Linked DNA regions of Ovis aries: region 1 is linked to region 2. The links are chromatin contacts, called in public Hi-C maps. All regions are on one chromosome and are shown on one strand. The core of a region is the stretch at or near the end of the contact, and the rest is flanking DNA. Distances in the headings are between cores, read along the strand shown. Region 1 holds the start of WIZ (WIZ zinc finger). Region 2 overlaps LOC101119041 (ultra-long-chain fatty acid omega-hydroxylase).

Region 1 (6,969 bases), core at 464-2,963, 95 kb before region 2:
ACCTTCGATGTCCTCTCTTGGCGCTGGGCCAGGCAGTCTCTCAGGGCCTCGAGGACGATCTGGGGCGGCCAGGCCGCCTGCCAGGGGCCCATCCATAGATGCTCTCTGCTTGGCTCCACTCAGCTGCTGGCCCGGCTCAGTGAGGCATTGTAGGTCTGGTGGGGGTAGAGAGACAGGTGCTCAGGGGAGGCTGGAAGGGATTCTGCCTCAATTTCTGCTTCCTCAAAGTCCCTGTCCTCACCCTTGTGGCTTGGTGCCTCAGTTTACCCCCCAAGCACAGATGAGCAAGTCCACAGTGCTGAGGCCCTATCCCTACACACTGATCTCAGTGGTCTCTAATCTCAGCACACCTCGGCTTTCGTCCACAACTCCTCTCTTTGCACTGCCTCAGTTTCCCCCACTTTACAGCATTCACGCTCAGACACCTTGCTTTCTTGAAGCATTAAACCTATTACTTCTCCTAGATGCCTCCCTTCATTCATTCATGGTTGCACTTTTCCCAGTTGTGAACTCACTTCCATGCACGTGTATATCCTATGCACGTGCCTCAGCACTGCTACACTCTGATCCCATACACTGTCTCAAGTCCCCCCATCATTACCCCTGCACTTTTCTCACTCCTGTTGCCCAGATCAGTTACCCCTCACTTTTCCCACACTCCAACCCTGCCTCCACACACAACCTTAGGGTTCTCCAGCATTAACCCTTTCACCCTCACACTCAGCCGCAAGTGACCCCAGCCTTCACCCTCTTGCTTCACCCCAACGTTACCCCTCATGCATACCCTGCCTGGGTTCCTCCATCCCACCCTCCCAAGATCTCTCCAGTCTGCGGGCAAAAGGGAAGGATGGAGCTCCTGGTCCAGAAATGAGGACCCTGGGGAGGCCATGGGGGGTGGGGGCTGTCTTCTCCACCTATAAATACCTTCAAGGTAACGGCGGAAAGTGAAGGGCAGGAATGAGGCGCCCTCCCCAGGGAGATGGTAGGGAGGCCGATCCCAGGCAACCGGGGCGGGGCCGGGGCTCCAGGCCTGGCTGCAGGCGCTGCCCTCGAGGGCCTGGGGGCTCCCAGGGGGCCTATCCGTGGACTGGCCGTTGTGGTGGGGGTCCCTGCCCAGGCCCCGAGGAACCACCTGCGGGTGCCCACCGGGTGGGCACTGCCCGCGGGGAACGGGCGGGACCGCAACTTCGGAGCACTTTGGCAGCGTGGGGAAGGGGGTTCCCTCCTGGACGCCCCCGGGGGTCGCAGGGGTGGTGGCGGCGCCGCGCCAGCACACCCCTCGGGGCGCCAGGGTCCACGCGATGCGCCCTCCGCCCGTGCACCTCGGGGCGGGAGACCCCGCGGGACGCGCCGAGGTTGGGTGGGGGACACCTGCCCCAAGACCCCCGCTCCTCCCCCCAACCTGTGCGGCCCCGCCCCCGACCAGGCCCCGCCCCTACAGGCCCCGCCCCCGCCCCCCGCCCCGGGGGGTCCCGCCTGGCCCGGCCCGGCCCGGGCCTCCCCCTCCCCGTGCCGGCTCCGCCCCGCCCGCGGGCTCCCCAGGCCGGGCCGGGCCTCACCGGGGAGGCGGCGCCGCCGGCTGGGTGCCGGGGCTCGGCGCTCCCTTCTTTGGTGCGGCCGTCGCTGCCGCTACCGCCCTTGCGGCTCCCGGTGCCGGTGCCGCGGCCTCCGCAGCCGCCGCCGCCTCCACCGCTCGGGGGACATTGTCCCTTTAAATCGCTCCCCCCGCCGCCCCGCCCCCCCGGCGCGCCGCCGTGACCTCAGCGCGACAGCCCCGCCGCGCCGCCATGATGGGGAGGTCTGGGGCGCCCCCCCGCGCCACCTCGGTGGGGGGGCAGCCAGCAGGCGCGCCGCCATTTTGGGAGTGGCCAGAAGGGTGACCCTTAAAGGGCCCGCGCGACCTGAGAGTCCAGGGAGAGGCTCTGTTACCATGACAACACTCTTGTCCTCTTGTCCCCAATGGCTCTTCATCACCCCACTGGTTCTTCCAATGCTAGGTCCGCTAATAGCACCGGAAGAGTGGGGAGGGGGCAGAGAAGTTCCCCTTGGGTCATTCATAGGTCACTGGGGATTCCACATGGCCAATCCCTAGCCTTCAGACCCTTGCTACCTTCCAACCACGAGCTTGTTCCCTCCTTCCCCATTACCTACACTGGACTTCAGTACTTTCATGCCCCTAGAGCTGGCCTAGGTCCCTAGTGCAAAGTCCCCCTTTCCGCCCAACCCGCAAGATCACAGTTGCCTGGACAACCCCATAATGTACACAATGCTACTTCTCCCACCCATCGCCTATCCACATGTCCAAACTACCCATTCATCTCTCCACCCATTCACCCACACACCCAACCACTCATTTACCCATCCAATCGATTAACCACCTAGCCGTCCACCTCTGCAACCACGTATCCATCCATCCATCCATCTAGCCACCCATCCATTCAAACACTCACTCAATGACCATCCACCTCCCATCTACCTACTCATCCATCCACTACCTATGTAAATACCTACTTATCCATACAACCAAGCAAACATCCACCCATCTCTGCACATAATCCTTTCATACAGTCACCCCAAAGTGAAGTCGCTTAGTCGTGTCCAACTCTTTGTGACACCATGGACTCCATGGGATTTTCCAGGCAAGAGTACTGGAGTGGGTTGCCATTTCCTTCTCCAGAGGCTCTTCCCAACCCAGGAATGGAACCCAGGTCTCCCGAATTGTAAGTAGCTGCTTTACCATTTGAGCCAATAGGGAAGATAGCCACCCAAATACCAATCCATCAATTGCATGTTTGTCTTCTCCACTAGAGTGCAACAAGAGTCTGTCTGTGGAGTTCATTATTGTTTCCCCACTGCACAGCCTGAGAGTCTCAGGATACCTCAACAAATGTACATGTAATACATATAACTGCTTACTCATTCAATTCAAATATTTATTTCCTACTATGAACCAGGTCTTTCCTAGACAGACATACCCATCCCAGCTAACCACCTACTCAACTACTCACCTACCAGGGCAAACATCCAGCAAATGCTAACCTATTCATCTGCCTATTGTCTTATCCACCCTAACCCTCACCCATTTACCTACTCATGATTCAAGTGCCCATTCATTTTTTCAACCACCACACACACAGCTTAACTTTCTACATATCTACCCACTCCTTCTTTCATCTGTCTCCTAGACCCACGCCCTCACTGAATCAAGGAGCCAATGTTGGAATTGGAGTGCTATGAAGATGCTCTGGAGAAGGCAGTGGCACCCCACTCCGGTACTCTTGCCTGGAAAATCCCATGGACAGAGGAGCCTGGTAGGCTGCAGTTCATGGGGTCGCTGAGAGTTGGACACGACTCAGTGACTTCACTTTCACTTTTCACTTTCTTGCATTGGAGAAGGAAATGGCAACCCACTCCAGTGTTCTTGCCTGGAGAATCCCAGGGATGGGGGAGCCTGGTGGGCTGCCGTCTATGGGGTCGCACAAAGTCGGACACGACTGAAGCGACTTAGCAGAAGCAGCAGCAGCAGAAGATGCTCTCATCTGAGATCTGGAAATTAGTGGAGATGAGATCTGGGCTTTACAGAGAATCAGCTGCTACCGCTAACAATGACCAATACCTTTTATCAAACACTTTAAACTATAGGTCTTTTACTGTATGAGGAACTTTAAATCCATTTTACAAATGAGGAGATCAGGCTCTGAGAAAGTGAGGGACTAAGGTCACACAGCTGGTGAGAATCTCCCTGCATCGCCCCACTCCCCTGAAATCTGCAATTAGGGGAGAGTTTGAGAGAGCTGGATTGAGGGAATGGAGTTTGCTTTCTGATTGGCAAAATTCAGGGGCAAAAAAAACCATCGATTTTTACTGAAATCAAGATTTTACTGGGCAACCTGACAGTGCCAGACTGTTTGGCACCTACAGCTCCATTCCCTACTATAGGCCACGTGGGTTTGAGGCAGGGGGTGGACAGGCCCCTTAGACGCTTTCTCTCTGCTCCCAAAGCATGTCGGCCGAGTGGGCAACTCAAGTGGTGTCTCCGTTGATGCAGGGAGCTTTGAGAGGCAGGGACTGGCTCTGGGACTCTGATGTCCTGGGAAGAAGCTGCAGGTTCTGGATGGTATCCTTCAGCTGGGCCTGAGTACTCTCTATCTCAGCCAGTCGGCACTCCTGGGGAGGCAGCAGCAGTGGACTCAGAGCCGGGTGAGGGTTGCATCCCAACTCGTGTTCCCTCACCCAACCTAAATCTGTTCCAGGGCTCGGGCATGGGTCTCACCAGACTTTTCAGCCTGTGGCTCTCATTGGTTGAAGGATCGCGCCCTGGATCCAACTTCACGGTCCTGTAGGGATTACGGGTGAAAGGAAAGAGTCAGAGGCTGAGAGACTCCCCTAGAGCTCCTGGTTGGAGTCAGGGACTCCGGCGCGGAGCTTGAGATGGAGGTGGGGTTTATCCAGCCTGGGGGTGGGGCCTAGATACGTTTGAAGAAGGGACTGCTGAATTAGAACCTGGACTGGCTGCGATGAAAGGACCAATCAACCAGTCCTGCGTGAGGTCGTGAGCAGGATAGGGGCGGGCCCAGACTAAGACATAACGGGTCTGTCCCAACTTGTCTGGAAGGAGCTGACTGAGGGACTGCTCGAGAGGACCTCCCAGAGACTTGGGGTGGATGGAGGTGATCAAGAAGCGGGTCTTAGATGTGTAGGGGCGGGTCTTACGGAGGGGGCGTGGCCGTGCCAGGCGTGATTTGGGTGGACTTACTGGGAGGCAGGGCCTGAGCCGATCTCTCTTTAGTAAGGCCGCCTGGGGCGGAGCTAATAGGGAGAGCGGGGCTTACCCTTCTCGGAGCCTGGAATCTAGAAGCTGAAGCTGGGTCCGAAGCTGCTCCTGCTGCTCGCTCAAGGACCGGATGTGGGTGCTGAGTGACTCCACGAGGCCGGACAGCATCTTCAGATCCTGACGCAGGGCAGCCACCTCGCACTGAAGTTCCGCCAGCTGTGGGGAGGGAGCTACTGTAACCTGAGCCACTGTCCTGCCCCTTCTCCCCACGGACACTGACTGACCTCCCTGTTCCGTTTGCTCTGCCTCCTAACCGCCCTGCCTATAGGGTAATGACGCTCTAATTTTACAGAAGAGGAAAACTGAGGCTCAGAGAGGGTTGGGTTAGGCCTGAATCACAGACCACAGCAAGCTCGGTGTTTGAACCGAGACCTGCCTATCTTTCAGTCTTTTTCCAATCCTGTCTCCCCACTCTATGCGCAGACCTGAGTTGTACACCTCACCTTGCCCACGGGTCGGTGGGTGCCCAGCGCCTGGTCTTTGTCTCTTGGCTGGTCCATCTGGCGCTGCCAGGGCACCGACGGCTTCCGAGGCAGCGATGCTGAGGCTCCAGTCCAGGGCCGGCCGCGGGGCGCGGGTCCCGCTTGTAGGGAGCCTTTGGGTCGCGGCCGCGGTCCGGCAGACGGGCGGCGGCGAGCGGGGCGGCCAGCCGGGACACTCTGCGTGCGCTGTACCGGCCGAGGCAGCCGGGGGGGCTGTTCCTCCTCCAGCCGCGGTCGGGCCCAACTACCTGCGCCGTGAACGCTGCGCAGGGACTGACTCTTGGAGATGAGAGGGGTGTGCTTGGGGAGGTCGCGGGGGGCCAGAAAGCCAGGCTTCTCCCCTGCAGAGATGCTGGGGGTGGGATGGGGAGCTCAGAACTTCCACCGGTTTCTGCGCTGACCCCACCTCAACCATCCACCAGAAATAACTCCACCCCTGATCTTTTACTTCTCTGCAAGCCCTGTGACTGAAGGGATCCCATTTTGACTTCTGATCCTGTCCTGGACTTCCGATAATATTGTCCCTTCTATGACCTCAATCTAACCTTTGAGCCCTCTCTAGCCTTGTCCCGGAGCTCTGTGTAATCTCTACTTCCAATCTGCCGGAGCTTGTCTGCATGCTAAATCACTTCAGTCCTGCCTGACGCTTTGCAGTCCTAAGGACTGTAGCCCACCAGGCTCCTCTGTCCATGGGATTCTCCAGTCAAGAATACTGGAGTGGGTTCTCTTGCCCTCCTTCAGAGAACCTTCCCAACCCAGGGGTCAAACCTGCAACTCTTACATGTCCTGAATTGGCAAGCAGGTTCTTTACCACTCGCACCGCCTGCAGAGCCCCCTGGAGCTTGACCTGTGCTCAAAACTCTACCCTCTTCCTTCCCAATCTGACTCCCTCTTGTCCCCAACCTCTGACCTTCAACTGAACCTGTCTCTGACTTCTGAAAGAACATGATCCCTGACTTCTGACCCCCCAAATGACTCTGCCCATAAACTTTGACCCCATCTCCCCCTGGGCCTGACCTGAGATCTGCCCCTCATTGCTGAAAGTGACAATGTCACTTTCTCTCTCTGACCCTAGATGTGACCTCTGCAATGCCTAATCCCCACCTCAGAGTCCAATCTGACCTGATGCCCCCTTTTCTGATGGCACGGTGAGCCTCTCCCTGACCCCCGAGATGACCCTGTCTCTAGCCTCTGACCTCCATCCTACAGTGTCTCTGATGGTGAACATGACCCTGTCTCTGACCCCTGACATGATCCTGTCTTCACCTCTGACCCCGTGCATGCCTTTGGCCCTTCCCCTACTCCCACCCATCAGAACTGGATCAGGTCAGACTTGAGGCAAGTAGTTACCTGGAATGGCCCTGGGTGTGGGGTGCTGGGAAACACATTGGCACAGTCACAGGTACAGGTCGGCCCTCTTCAATGGCATGCAGGATAGTGGGCAGCGGTTCCAGGTTGTCCCGGGTGGCCTGATAAAGCATGCAGGGAAGATGCTGAGCAAACTCTCCAGGACCAGAGACCCCTACTCTCTTGCCTCCCTACCTCATGTTCTGGGCTCTGTGCTCAGGCCACACCTGGTCAAGTTCAGCAAAGATAGTACAGAGCTGGGCATGCAGGACTGCCAGCTGGAGGGCCAGGTCACTGCTGCCCTGA
Region 2 (6,562 bases), core at 1,707-4,206:
ATGTTCCCAGTCACATGGGGTGAGGGATGGGCTACAGGGAGGGACAGGGACTGGAGAGCCCCAGATAAGGAGCGATGACGGTATCTGGCATGGAATGCAGGGAGGGCTGCCTGGAAGAGGGAACATGAGAGGTGAGCCTTGGGAAATGGAAGAGGGAACATGTTTATGGAGCAGAGCCTCAGAATACACATAGTGAAAGAAGTTGAATGTACAGTTGAGGCACTTGAACTTGATCCTCAGGGTAGTAGGGAGCCACGGGAGGTATTTGAGCTGTGGCGGAGCAATGTCAGGTGTGTGAGTAAGATCCCTGTGTGGCCAGGATGACAGCTAGGAAGAAGGCTATGGGGACCTCTAATGGAGAAGCAAGGCAGTGGATGGTGAAGCAAAAGTTTTTAAGGAAGGATGGGCAGGAAGGAGTGGCAGATGGCTTGTGGGAATTGTGCGGCTCTGGAGAGAGCTGGGGGAGGGATAGGTCTCCAGAGGAGGTCCTAGTTTCTCTCATTTCCACTGACCCCACTGACCCTCCCCTTCCCCACAGGAATTATCTGCCTGGTTAGCATCTATGGGACCCACTATAACCCTGAAGTGTGGCCTGACTCCAAGGTGAGCTCCTGCCCCAACCCTCCCTTCTCTCAGCTTCTTCCTCCTAAGACCTTGGTCAGCAAGGCCTCCCCTCTCCTCCTCCCCAGGGAGCCAGATGGTAGGGCTGAATGCAGGGCTTGAGTTCTTCTCCTCACCCACCATTCATTCCCCCATTCATTGTTAATTCATTATATCTACAAATCTTTTTTTTTTTTTTTAAACTTTTTGACTGCACTGCGTGGCATGTGGGAGTTTCCTGATCAGGGACTGAACCTATGCTCCCTGCAGTGGAAGTGCGGAGTCCTAACCATTGGACCGCCAGGGTTCAGTTCAGTCACTCAGTTGTGTCTGACTTTTTGCGACCCCATGGGCTGCAGCACACCAGTCTTCCCTGTCCATCACCAACTCCTGGAGCATACTCAAACTCATGTCTATCCAGTCGGTGATGCCATTCAACCATCTCATCCTCTGTCGTCCCCTTCTCCTCCTGCCTTCAATCTTTCTCAGCATCGGGGTCTTTTCTATGACTCAGCTCTTTGCATCAGGTGGCCACAGTGTTGGAGCTTCAGCATCAGTCCTTTGACTGAATATTCAGGATTAATTTCTTTTAGGATTGATTGGTTGGATCTCCTTGCAGTCCAAGGGACTCTCAAGAGTTTTCTCCAACACCACAGTTCAAAATCATCAGTTCTTCAGTGCTCAGCTTTCTTTATGGTCCAAGTCTCACATCCATACATGACTACTGGAAAAACCATATCTTTGACTAGATGGACCTTTGTTGGTGAAGTAATATCTCTGCTTTTTAATAGTCTAGGTTGGTCATAGCTTTTCTTCCAAGGAGCAAGCACCTTTTAACCTCAAGGCTGCAGTCACCATCTGCAGTAATTTTGGAGTCCAAGACTACCAGGGAAACCCCAACATATCTTTGTTGAGCATCTACTGTGAATGGGACACTGAGGGCCCTCTGGGGCACTCTGTCTTTGCTCTCACAGAGCAGACAGTGAAGTGAGGAGGAGGAAAATAAGCAAATAAATAAGATCATTTTGAACTGTGATACACACACAAGGGAAACAAAAACTGACCTGTGTTGGGGGACAGCAGTTTAGCTCACACAGTGAGGAAAGTCCTTACTAAAGAAGAGATGGGTGAGCTAAAACGGAAAATGTTCACACTTTAAAGTGTGAGGAGCAGGGAAACCTGTGTCCCATGTGGAGGAAGCTGCCAGTGCAAAGGTCCTGTGGTGGAAATGGAAAGGAGGCAGGTGTGGTTGGACCTCTTAGTCCAGCTGGTCTGGCCCCCAGGGGCTGAGGGAGGGAACCAACGCTGGGACAGCCAGAACTCACCCCCAATCTACTTCTGCCTAGGTGTACAACCCCTATCGCTTTGATCCAGACAACCCACAGCAGCGCTCCCCATTGGCTTACGTGCCCTTTTCTGCAGGACCAAGGTAACTTTTATTTCCCCCAATCCAAGTGAAGTGTAGGAGGAACATCAAGGCCAGTGGAAGGTCAGGGATGTGCCTGTTAGGAGCAGAAACCACTGGGGGTGTCCTGTCCACCAACCTGGTACCCTTTTCGTGCCCTCAATACATCAAGAAGCCCCCAAATCAGACCCTACGATATCACGATATCACCCAGGGTATCAGATATCTACTCTGTGCCAAGCCCTGAGTTCTGGGCTCATGTGCTCTTAATGGCTCTACGATGCCTTTGTCCGGGAGTTGAGGCTCCCAGTGTGTGTTAGTCGTTCAGTCATGTCCAACTCTCTGCGACCCCATGCACTGTAGCGCGCCAGGCTCCTCTGTTCATGGGATTCTCCAGGCAAGAATACTGGAGTAGGTTGCTATGCCCTCCTCCAGGGGAACTTCCTAACCCAGGGATCGAATACAGGTCTCTCGCATTGCAGGCAGATTCTTTACCGTCTGAGCTACCCAGGAAACCCTGAGGCTCCAAGGGGGAGGTCCTTTTGCCCCATCCCAGGGACCCCGCTCACACAGCGGCTGAGCCTGAGCCCTCTGTCCTCCGTCCACCAGGAACTGCATCGGACAGAGCTTCGCCATGGCTGAGATGCGCGTGGCTGTGGCGCTGACGCTACTGCGCTTCCGCCTGAGCGTGGACCGAACGCGCAAGGTGCGGAGGAAGCCCGAGCTCATTCTGCGCACGGAGAATGGCATCTGGCTCAAGGTGGAGCCGCTGCCTCCGCGGGCCTGAAGGTCGGCGCGCCCCTGAAGGTCGGCGCGCCCCTGCGGATCCCGGGGCCCCAAGCCCCGCCCAGAGAGGCCTAGGTCCCGCCCCCGAGGGACCAGGCCCCGCCCCAAGAGCAGGAGGGCATAGACCACGCCCCCCGGAAGGCTCTGCTCCTGGAGGACCGTTAAGCAGCCTGATGGTGCAGGTCACACCCACTCAAGGCAAGGCTCCGCCTCTGGAGGGTCTGATCCCGCCCCTCGAGGTCGAGATCCCGCCCTCCTGAGTGCCAGTTTCCGCCCTCTTGTTTGAGGAACCAGGATTGGCCACATTCCCTCGAGCTCAGGCCCCGCCCCAGCATCTCTCGGATTCCGATGTTCAGGCCCCACCAACTGAACCTTCTGAGGACCAAGGTTAGATATCTCAGGCCTCTAGGCTACGAGCCCAGTCTACCTCAGATCTCGGCCGCTTTTAAATTGAAGACGTGGAAACTGGAGCCTGAGATCAGAACCCTGACCATCACTTTCTTGAGGCCCCCAGCTCACATGGATGAACTCCCGAGGCTGCATCCCAGGGCCCAGGATGTTTGTTGTTGACTTGTAAGCCCAGACTCTCCCTCTCAAGCCCAGGATGTTTGTTGTTGACTTGTAAGCCCAGACTCTCCCTCTCAAGCCCCTTCCTTCTTCCCTTGCTCAAAACCCCTTAGGCGAGTGTCCTGAATTTTGTAGAATATAAGCAAAGGTGCAGACAGCTCCCATCACCCACTCCCTAGCCAGATCAGATCCTCACACCTGGATTCCAGCAAGGAAATGAGGGGTCCTGGACAGCTGGGAAGTTGTGGGCTAGGAGGCTGGGAAGACGTTTGTCCTCTGACATAAACTTGGGCTTTTGGGGACAGTTTGTGCATTTGTTTATTTCAACACGTGCGTGTGTGCTAAGTCTCTTCAGTGGTGTCCGACTCTTTGCGACGCTCTGGACTGTAGCCCACCAGGCTCCTCTGTCCATGGGATTCTCTGGACAAGAATAATGAGTGGATTGCCATGCCCTCCTCCAGGGGATCTTCCCAAACCAGGGATCAAATCCCTTTTGTCCCCTGCATTAGCAGATGGGTTCTTTACCATTAGTGCCACCTGGGAAGCCCCTTATTTCAACATACTGCTTAGTAAGTGTCCAATGGCACTGGGCTGAGAGCACGACAGCAGGCAAATCCCTGCCCTCAGGAGGATGGGGGACATGTGTTGGACAAATAATTCCATGGGTAAATGTATTTGCAACCTGTGAGAAGTGCTGCAAAAGAGAGGCTCTGGTTCTGGGCAAGCATAGCAGGGGATGGAGGGTGGCTCAAGGAGAGCTACTCTGATGCTGAACCTGGAGTAGAAGTTGAGTGTTGAGGAGGGAGCGAAGTGCTTTCCAGGAAGCAGGAACAGCATCTGCAAATGTCCTGGGGTGAGAGAGTGTGGTGTGCTCATGGAACTCACAAAAGGACTAGGGTGGCTGGATCTGGGGAGTGGGGCTGGAATGGAGAAGGGTGGAGAAGGGTGTCACAGTACAGGTTTTATGCAGAGGGTGTGTGTGTGTGTGTGTGTGTGTGTGTGTGTGTGTGTGCTAAGTCGCTTCAGTTGTGTCTGACTCTTTGGAACCCCGTGGACTGTAGCCTGCCAGACTCCTCTGTCCATGGAATTCTCCAGGCAAGAATACTGGAGCAGGTTGCCATTTCCTACTCCAGGGGATCTTCCTAACCCAGGGATTGAACCCAAGTGCCTTGTGCCTCCTGCACTGGCAGGCAGATTCTTTACTACTGCACCACCTCCTGTAGAGATGGGACGATGATAGTGACTGCAATGATCACATTAATTCATCACATATTTTTCTGAGCATCTGCTGTGAGCCAGGGAGTGTTTGAGTCCTTGCATCACTGACATTCTGGCGCTGGTGGTAGTGGGGGAAACAGATGACAGATGATAAACAAGCAAATAAATAAGTAAATTCACACGGCCTTGGAGGTCACTGGATGGATTATGAATTTCACTGTGACAGAAATCGGGAGCCATGGAGGGTTCTGAGCAAAAGAGGGACAAGATTTGTCTTACAGGGACTTCCATGGTGGTCTAGTGGCTAAGACTACTCCATGCTCCTAATGCAGGGACATGGGTTTGATCCCTGGTCAGGGAACTAGATAGCACGTGCCACAACTAAGAGTTCACAGGTTGCAACTAGCGATTCCGCATGGCACAAAACAGAAGTCTGAAGATTCCACGTGCTGCAACTAAGACCTGGAACAGCCAAATAAATAAACAAATATTAAAAAAATGTTATCTGACAGTCGTGGGTTACTATGTTGAATAGAGACTGTGGTGAGGATGGGATGAGGGAAATCAGATTGGTTGTGGGGGGGGTGGTGGGGTGGTGAGATGATGGTGGCTCTGCCCAAGCTGGGGGCTATAGAGGCGACGAGCGGCGGTTGGATTATGATGAGAAATGACTGTTTCATGATGGTCATACTGGCAGGTCTGCAGATAAATGGAATGTGAGGCTTGGGAGAATGGGCCAACACCAGGTTTGGGTCTGTGGTGGTTTAGTTGCCAAGTTGTGTCTGACTGTTTGCAACCCCATGCACTGTAGCTCGCCAGGCTCCTCTGTCCATGGAATTTTCCAGGCAAGAATACTGGAGTGGGTTGCCATTTCCTTCTCCAGGGGATCTTCCAGACCCAGGAATCGAACCCGGGTCTCCTGCATTGAAGGTGTATTCCTGCATTGCAGGTGGATTCTTTACCAACTGAGCTATAAGGGAAGACCAGGTTTGGGTCTGAGCACCTGGAAAGATGGAAATTCTACCAACTGAGATGGAGAATCCCAAATGGCGTGTTTTTTTGGCGAGGGGCGGGTGAGGGGGGGCAGCCGGGAAGCGGGAGGTGGTTTGAGATCAGCATGTTTGTTTGGGCTGGGGTAGTTGGAGAAGTCAACCTGGCCAGTTGAGCAGATGGGTTCTTAATTTGGACAAGTCCAGGGCTGGTGACGTACATCTGGGGAGGCTCAGTGTTTAGATGTTTAGAAAGCCTCAGGGCCAGGAGGGATCCCTTGGTGTGTGTGTGTGCTTGTGTCTGCACCTCTACACACTGGCGAGCTTGTGAGGACATGAAGGAGGGGCTCAAGGACCAAGCCCTGGTGTCTCCAAATTAATAATGAGGTATAAGTCGATTGAATACTGCTTGTGTGCCCTTCCCAGATATTTTCATTTAGTTCTCAAGGGTGCTGCTATTATCTCTTTTTGGGCTCCCTAGGTGGCTCAGGGGTAAGGAATCTGCCTGCCAAGCAGAAGACAAGGGTTGGATCCCTGGGTTGGAAAGATTCCCCTAGAGGAGGAAACGGCAACACACTCCAGTATTCTTGCCTGGGAAATTCCATGGACAGAGGAGCCTGGCGGGCTATAATCCCTGGGATCACAAAAGAGTCTCCGGCAATTTAGCAACTGTGCACACACGCACTGTCTCGTTTCACGGAGGTGGAAACTTGAGTTCCCCAGAATGAAACGACTCACCCCGAATCATACAACGATGTCCTTGGGACCTTAGAGGGGGCCCGGAGTCGTTTTCTACCCTGTGCTTCGGGCTCCTTGTCCTGGCGGGGTCTCTAGCCCCCTTTTCCCGGAAAGGAGTGTACTAGGGAACGGGGTGGGGTTGGGGGCATGGAGGAGCGGAGGCAAACCTGGGAAGCCGATCCTGGCGCGCCCTCAGGTGGCGTAAAGTGGGGTCGTCGCTCGAAATCCTGTGTCAGAGGCTACAAGAGGTCTAAGTGGG

What was found. Hi-C and Micro-C count contacts between places; a contact is called where the count stands out from the background.
Region 1: a Hi-C map of mixed tissues shows a contact between it and region 2, with 3 times the contacts expected there. The contact joins the promoter of WIZ here to the enhancer-like site in region 2. A contact is called at or near these places in 5 of 16 Hi-C or Micro-C datasets (blood, liver, mixed tissues and 2 more).

Annotation. Positions count from the first base shown.
Region 1 is chr5:7,529,536-7,536,504 of ARS-UI_Ramb_v3.0, reverse strand. WIZ (WIZ zinc finger) reads right to left here and starts at 1,713. Exons shown (of 11, transcript XM_060416257.1): 1 at 1,560-1,713; 2 at 1-155. The coding sequence starts at 96. It overlaps RASAL3 (RAS protein activator like 3), which reads right to left. Exons shown (of 18, transcript XM_015095775.4): 13 at 6,891-6,969; 14 at 6,667-6,785; 15 at 5,278-5,668; 16 at 4,833-4,990; 17 at 4,274-4,337; 18 at 3,631-4,167. The coding sequence ends at 4,024.
Region 2 is chr5:7,436,350-7,442,911 of ARS-UI_Ramb_v3.0, reverse strand. It overlaps LOC101119041 (ultra-long-chain fatty acid omega-hydroxylase), which reads left to right. Exons shown (of 11, transcript XM_042249752.1): 9 at 539-603; 10 at 1,947-2,029; 11 at 2,615-3,662. The coding sequence ends at 2,792. Among named protein-coding and RNA genes, the nearest start is that of TRNAW-CCA, 67 kb to the right of the region's middle. Within about 2 kb of position 2,956, at least 10 of the 54 cell types and tissues checked have an H3K27ac peak or open chromatin away from gene starts, as enhancers often do.